Linked DNA regions of Zea mays: region 1 is linked to region 2. Evidence: chromatin contacts called from public Hi-C data. All regions are on one chromosome and are shown on one strand. Each heading gives the region's core, a stretch centred on a gene start, on an enhancer-like site or on the middle of the called end of the contact. The rest is flanking DNA. Distances are from core to core; before and after follow the strand shown. Region 1 holds the start of LOC100216960. Region 2 holds the start of LOC100384288 (Lipoyl synthase 2, chloroplastic).

Region 1 (3,836 bases), core at 1,227-3,726, 280 kb after region 2:
CGAAGGTTTTCTCTCTCTGAGGGTCAAGTTGCTTAAAGATAGAGCATCATACCCATGTATTATTTGGACAGGCTAATGAGGTATGTTTTTTATGACATTGGCCAACTAGCATCATAAATAATAAGTGTTTCTTGCTTGAATTGACATGGAAAAATTGAAAATCGAGTATTTTTTCGTTTGTATTTTTTGATTGTAGATGGCCTCTAAAATGAAATATTTGTCCATGGTACCTTGTTCCTCCTAGGTTTTTTTCCTTGTATTTTATTTTTAAAACATTGGTTTCAGTGTTTTCTTAGAAGTTTGTGAGTCATCTTCCATTTTCTAACAATATAATGGTCTGATGCTATTTGGATGGTTCTTCTGCACCTAGCATGACTGGTTGAGAAATACGTTAATTCTGTGGATATCAATAACACTGTGTATTACCAAGTTATGCAAGTATTAGGTGGTACTCCTTGTTTGGCCATTCCATCATTTTGTTGCTACATGAGGCATTTCAAGATTTTTTTTACAGAATTTCACCTTAGCTTTACCTTCATTTGATGTATGCGTTTGCTTTTTCATATCAAAGAATGCAGCCCCTTGCAAACCTTCATTCATGCTATTCTGAACCTGAAGATCATGATTCAACAGAGCCTGATCCCTCCAATACAGAGTGCCTTCTCTTAGCCAGAGGAATCAGATCCTGCTGTCATGGTGTCATGCGACGAAGTGGCGCCGTGTTGTTGTCGACACTTTTGCTTTCTGTATGGACTCGTGTATTTACAATCGGAGTCAAAGGTCTCAACTCTCAATTTACATACATGGACAACATTCAACTCTACTCATTTAACTTTAAATTTTGCATCGTGTGTATATCTGATCCCTCCGCTGCCGCAAGGCGAGCGGCTCGGTGATCGCGCGCCGCCACTCCACCACTGGCCCTCGGAGATTGCTCCCTCCTCGAGATTGTCCCCTCCACCTCACGCGGCACCTAGACGAGCGACCTCACGCCATAGGGCCAGCGCACTCGACCGCGACCCGAGTTTCGCTTCGATGCTATCTCGGACGGCTAGCGGATGTTGTCCTCCATCTCATAGTAGTATAACACTCATTTGTATATAAGTTATTGTGATATTATATGTTCTCATTGCAATGCACGAGCCTCATCTATTAACACATTGATTATTAAATTAAATTTGTTACCTCTCATATTATGCTCAGATTACTTACATATCTTCTAGCAATTTCAAATGGGATGTTATACAGAATATTGGAAATCCTTCATTGAAACGAGCTTCCTACTCATGTATTTTTATATATTTTTCCAGCATGCTCTTATCATATTAATACGAGGTAGTGGTGTTCGTTGCATCTTGCAACATTACTCCTGCGGAAATGATGTCACTGACTCATTGTATAATTTCTCTGATGGATATATGATTAAAGAATGGAGCTGCTCTGGATATCACTAAGACTGCACCTGTTTTTCTCTACTACTTATTAAGGCTGCAAGGGTAGCCTGCCTCTCTGGTTCTGTCGTTCTGCCTTCGGTCAATCTGGACCGTCCGATCACATGGGCCCACAGCTGACCGCCGCCCAGTAACCTTCGAGCTCTGAATCAATCACGCGCAATCCTTGCTCTGCCAGCCGCAACCACCTCCGCCCGCGGCCCACCCGCATCGCTAGGGACGCTCAGAGTCTTCTTCCAACCGATGATGTCGATCTCTGGCAGCGGTTTCATGTGTGGCCCTCTCCACGTTCGTGCGTTCGCCATTCCCATTCCATTCCCCTCGCGATTTAACATTTATGGAAATATACAAGAGTACCTCAACCTATTATGGAAAAAATAGATTAAATAAACAGTTATGCTTATGTTTATTTTATATTTATTGATTTAAATATCTAAACTATGATGTTCTATGAAAGATCATTCTTGAATTTTTGCCTTTAAATTGTCTTGTTAAATCTTGTATACTACACTACTCAGAGTGCTCGTGCGTCATAGGTCCGAGTTTCTCTTCAACGTTATCCCGGACGGCTCGTGGATGTCGTCCTCCATCTCATAACAGTATAACACACATTTGTATATATAAGTTATCGAGCTATTATATAATCCTGTTGCAACGCACGAGCACTGACCTAGTATATATATATATTAAATTTATCATATTTATTTGAATATAGATATAAAAACATGAGCTAAAATAAATACTAGACAGAGTGAGTATATTATAAAATTAGAGCGAAAGTGAGAAATTAAAAAAAACCAGAATCGTATATTCATACAAAAGGCAACGGTAACACACCACAGTTCACCCCCAGCTGGCGTTGGCCCGCAAAAACAAACGGAAATAAATCAGAGAATCCCCTGATAATCAATCCAGTCCACCCATCGAACCGAACACATTTTCTCTCTCCTGCGGCTCAGCCCACCACCGAACCCGAGTGACCCACACACGCAGACGCATTCGCACCAAAGAAAGCGAGGAAGAAAAGAAAAGCAGGGTCGTGACAGGACGGGGGGAAGAGAGACCTCCACTCACGGACTCAGCCCCCGCCGGAAAGCACTGAGCTTCCGAGCGGCCCGCCGCGAGGAACGCGTGACCTCGCCGCGCGCTGTTGCGGCTGGGCGGGCGGCGCATTCAGGATCTGCTAGGGTTCCCCGCCGGTGGGGTCCTGGCCATGGCGAGCCCGCGCTCGGCCGGCGGTGACGAGGCGATCTGGATGAAGCTGCGCGAGGCCGGGTTCGACGAGGACGCTGTCAGGCGCCGCGACAAGGCGGCCCTCATCGGCTACATCTCGCGGCTCGAGTCCGAGGTAAATCTCCTCGCGACAAGGAGGCCGTCAGGCGCGGTATTTTGGTTTATTGCTTTATTGGCTTGGTAGTGTGCGGTTCTTTGTTACCTGGTCTAGCAGTTCAACTAGTCCGGTTCTTTCGAAGGGAGGCGAGTAGGATTTTCCCGTCAAGTTTTGTAGAAAGAACAATGGCGATATTGTGTCGTCGGGGGGAGGGCGGGATTTAGGGGAGGGAAATTTAATTTTGGCGTTTTTTTTTCTCGTTGGCTTGTTGCTCCCCCCACCCCAAATGTATTAGGTACGACGATGAGCTGGTCAAGTCTGAAAGAAGCTCATATTTTCCATTAGCTGTTGGTATTCCTGTATTCGTAACGATTCTTCTATGGATCTTGCACTTTGAGTTTCAGGGGTGTAACCGTTCAAGCTCTTCTGTTTTGTCTCGTGTTTCCCTGGGTTTCTTTCGGTATAGGCCGCGATGATACGCGTTTTCAAATGCTGTAGCTACAGCAGCTAGCTCGCCATGTGAGCTAGGTAGGATGCACTTGTTTTTCTAGCATATTGCAAAAACATGTTTACGAACTATTTCTGGAGGCTGCCACATAAGCTGGGTCCACCGGTTCCTACAATTTGGCTATGTGCATTACCGGATGAGTCGTTTAAAATAATTAATTGCCACAGTTATTGTGATAACATATGGATTTATTTTCTGGATATTATATGTTTTTGGTATCACTTAACCTTCTTTACATATTAACTGAAAATATTACGTGGTATTCCGATTGATATTGCGATGTGTTTCTTTCTGTGCCTGGGTGGTGAAAAAGTTATCTTGTTATGCACTATATTGTTTAACTGGCTGTTTCTGCTTATTTTGTTAGGCATCTTTAAGGTTTGCATGCTTTATTCTCTCGATAGATAGACAGCGTGTGTTTTGCCATTAGTTGCTTGGTTTTTAATTGAGCCCAAAACTTTTTTTCCTGCAGATCTATGAATATCAGCACAATCTTGGGCTTATTTTATTGGAGCGGAAGGAGTTGACGTCCAAATACGAACAACTC
Region 2 (3,480 bases), core at 316-2,815:
AGAACCATGGTGGTGCCCTCTGCACAGGGGCGGACGGTCCGCGCGCGGGGCCGCACGGTCCGCGGCCTGGTGCGAGGCGCGGTGGTACTCTCTGCGCAGGGGCGGACTGTCCGCGGCCTGAGGCCGGACGGTCCGCGGCCTGGTGCGCGGCTAGGGCTTCTCTGCCTGACGGCCGGACGGTCCGCGCCCTGGGGCCGAACGATCCGCGCGTACGCAGAGGCGGCGGAAGTCGCCGGCGGCGCCTGGATCTCGCTCCCGGGAGGGACCCCGTCGGGGAGGAGAGATCCTAGGTGGTGTCTAGGCTCGGGCCGGCCGACCTAGACTCCTCTAATCGACGTAGAGCCGAAGAGAGACGAAGAATTTGGGGATTGGATAGCTAAACCTAAACTAGACTAGAACTACTCCTAGGATAAAATGCGAAATAGAAGTTGTATTGATTCGATTGATGATGGGGGTTTAATCGGCCGTAGCCCTTCATCTATATAAAGGGGGAGGTCTGGATCCGCTTCCAACTGATTTCCGAGTTAATCCCGCGGTTTTAGGTAACAAATCCCGCGAGAAACTAGGAACCCTAACTGACTCTGCGCACGCGCGGACCGTCCGCGCCACCACCGCGGACGGTCCGGACCGCGGACCGTCCGGCCTCCGGGCCGGACCGTCCGCACGGTCATTTTGGGTTCCAACACAGGGCCTAACACCAATTACAAATTTACAATTGCATCGATCAATCACGAGTTCTGAGAACCTATCAGTTTCCAATCAGCAGATGATCAGCCAGGCAGGATTACTAGAGATCATACCCCCAGCTTGCAACAGCCAAAGCCGTGTTCAGAGGCTCCAGGGGATCAGGCGGCGGCGGTTTGTTGCTGGTCTTCACAGCGCAGAATCGACACCCGCGCGTGCAGGTGTCACCAAGCACCATGATGGTGGCCGTCGCGATGCCGTCCCCTTCGCCGCCGGCCCCTCCACCTCCGTTCCAACACTGCGCCACCAAAAGCACCCGGTTCCGTCAGAACCCATCACTGAGACCAAAGCGCTCCTCTCGCAGAAACCGCTGGCGTGGATCAGTCTATGCTAGGCCTAGGCTCACGGGCAGGTACTGACGCGATGGGCGTCACGCGGAGGGGGGCATCTGTCATCTGATCGGCGCGCGTACCTCGCCGATGTTGGGGCACTGTGCCTCGACGCAGACGGTGTTGAGCTTGAGCTCGCCGATGGACTCCCGCAGGCGAGCGTACTTCTCCCCCTGCGCAGCGCGCTGCCGCAGCCACGCGGGCTTCTTCACCTCCGGGTCCCTCCCGGTGTACGGCCCCGCAGACGCCCTGGACGCCGTCCACACGGGCGCCGCCGCCTCAGCGCGGCACCGTGCCACGGCTGCCAGGCCCCGTCTCTCGCCGCATCCGGCCAGTACCGGCGGCCGGGCGAGGGAGCTCTGCATCGTTGCTGGCCGGCGGAATCGGGCGCTGCGTCGTGGTGTGTAGCGATGGAGGCGGCGGCGATGGAACTTCCAAGCGGAGGGGGTGAGGTTTTAGCGTTCCGCTTTTACCCTTGTGTGGGAGGCAAACCAGCTGGACGACTGCCGTGGCCCAGGGGTAAAACAGGGGATTGATATTAGGCCGGCGATGATAGCAAGGTTGGTTTCTCCGGATCGCCTGCCTTGTTCCTGCCGCTGCTGGTTCCTGGCCGATGTGGCTCAGTGCAGTGGGTGTGCTGGTACCTGGTAGCCCAGTGTCTCAGATATTGGAAGACACGATCATGTTTGGAGACTGATCAATCTTAGCGCCATTTGGAATACCTTGACACCAGCAAATGCAGGATTTTACCCAGGATTTCTATTGCTAGGGAATCAAACGATCATTTTCTTTCAATTCCAAACAAGTTACAAGTCGCAGCCTTTTACGAAGGATGCTCAGATCAGATGTGATTGTTTGAACAAGCTTCTGTATGAGCTTGAACACACACTTGGCATGAGTCTGCGTCATATCGATCTTTGGCATGAGGAAATCTAAGCTCAACAGGATTATGCTCTACACCAGGATTAAACGAGAACCAATCCATACCTTTTCTTTTGCAACAACATCATCAAATGCAAAGATCTACAGTTACACTGCTTCCTTCAAACAACAGTGCGACTGCATCCCATTGATTCAGACGAACGAAGCAGTCAATAATATCAATATATTTTCACATCACGCTGTTAAATGGAGCTAAGCTAACGGTTGGCATTTCTTAACGAACGAATTCATGCTGGAAATCGCACAGTTCGCGAAGGCAGATGGCTCCACACACACCACAAGGAATATTGAGGGAAATGATGAAAGGAAGGCTGACAGAATATGATCAAGCAAAAACAACCCGAACATTTCCACCCACCTAGACTAGAAGCCAAGAGCCCGACCCAGGACAGGAGTAGCTCAATAACAGTATGTCAGAATATAAACAAATACATGCCCAGTAAATGTGCAAACCAGTCCACAATGGCCTACGAAGAACATCGACTCTAGTAGAAATGTGAAGGGGTACATTTCCTGTTCCAGTATTATGATATCATCAGGTGGGTACTATATTAAATGACCCACATAAGGAACATTTCACTGGTCTATTCGATTACTCTGAAACCTAAACTTACGTCACAACCTGAAGTGAAGGCTACTTTCCTGAGCAATCGGAACTTCTCCAAGCTCGCTCACAACTTATAATGGGGCATGCATGTCTTCAGATACAACAATTATCAGCTGAAGACCATCTCATCAATGTTTAAAAGCATTGACTCTTTGCCCTTGTGTGTCTCCTTCAGTTACATCATCCAGGAACAGATTCTGAAGTGATGTGCCCACCTCTAGCACCTGAGGGATTGAAACCTGTTACTGGCATGGATCTCTGAGCAAAATCAAGAAGCCGCTGGCGCTGCTGCTCGTTTGTATGAGGAAGGCTTGCACGAAGTAGCTCAACAGGCATCTCCTTACTAGTAGCTTTGGAAGCCTCAGGTCCGATTCCTGAGCTCGGTGTCTGTGTGACAAACATCTGTTGGATACTTTCAAACTTACTGACACAGTATTTTGTTAGAAGCCCAAAGAAAGCATCAAATGATGCCTGCCAGAGAGCACGGTTTGGCACAGTGTAGCTGGCTGCAGCATGGCGATCAGTCAGTAACTCAGTTGCTCGGTCCAGTACTGATTTAATAACAAGAGAAGCCCCATCACCAGCAGAGCTACCAAGAGGGCGCAGAGGTGGCTGTTCAGACGAACAAACAACAGCAGCAAGGCAGGCACTAAGAGCACCAAGTTCCATGTGATGCACACAAGATGAAACAGTCTTCGCAAGAGCAACTGTAGTTTCTGCTGCACTAGAGTCTGATGGCAAACCCCCAAACAAGAACCTCAAATGGCGAAAAATAGCCATGCATACTATCCGGGTCAACTCGCTGCCAGGGACAAGAAGCCGAAGGTAACGTGCTAAAAACTTACGTCCTTTGGGCAG

What was found. Hi-C and Micro-C count contacts between places; a contact is called where the count stands out from the background.
Region 1: a Hi-C map of leaf shows a contact between it and region 2, with 3 times the contacts expected there. The contact joins the promoter of LOC100216960 here to the promoter of LOC100384288 in region 2. A contact is called at or near these places in 2 of 25 Hi-C or Micro-C datasets (both in leaf).

What each region holds. Positions count from the first base shown.
Region 1 is chr3:199,101,901-199,105,736 of Zm-B73-REFERENCE-NAM-5.0, forward strand. LOC100216960 reads left to right here and starts at 2,477. Exons shown (of 8, transcript NM_001317378.1): 1 at 2,477-2,799; 2 at 3,762-3,836. The coding sequence starts at 2,665.
Region 2 is chr3:198,826,640-198,830,119 of Zm-B73-REFERENCE-NAM-5.0, forward strand. It overlaps LOC100384288 (Lipoyl synthase 2, chloroplastic), which reads right to left and starts at 1,566. Exons shown (of 7, transcript NM_001176850.1): 1 at 1,157-1,566; 2 at 801-982. The coding sequence starts at 1,438. LOC100272651 reads right to left here. Exons shown (of 5, transcript NM_001147109.1): 5 at 2,397-3,480. The coding sequence ends at 2,803.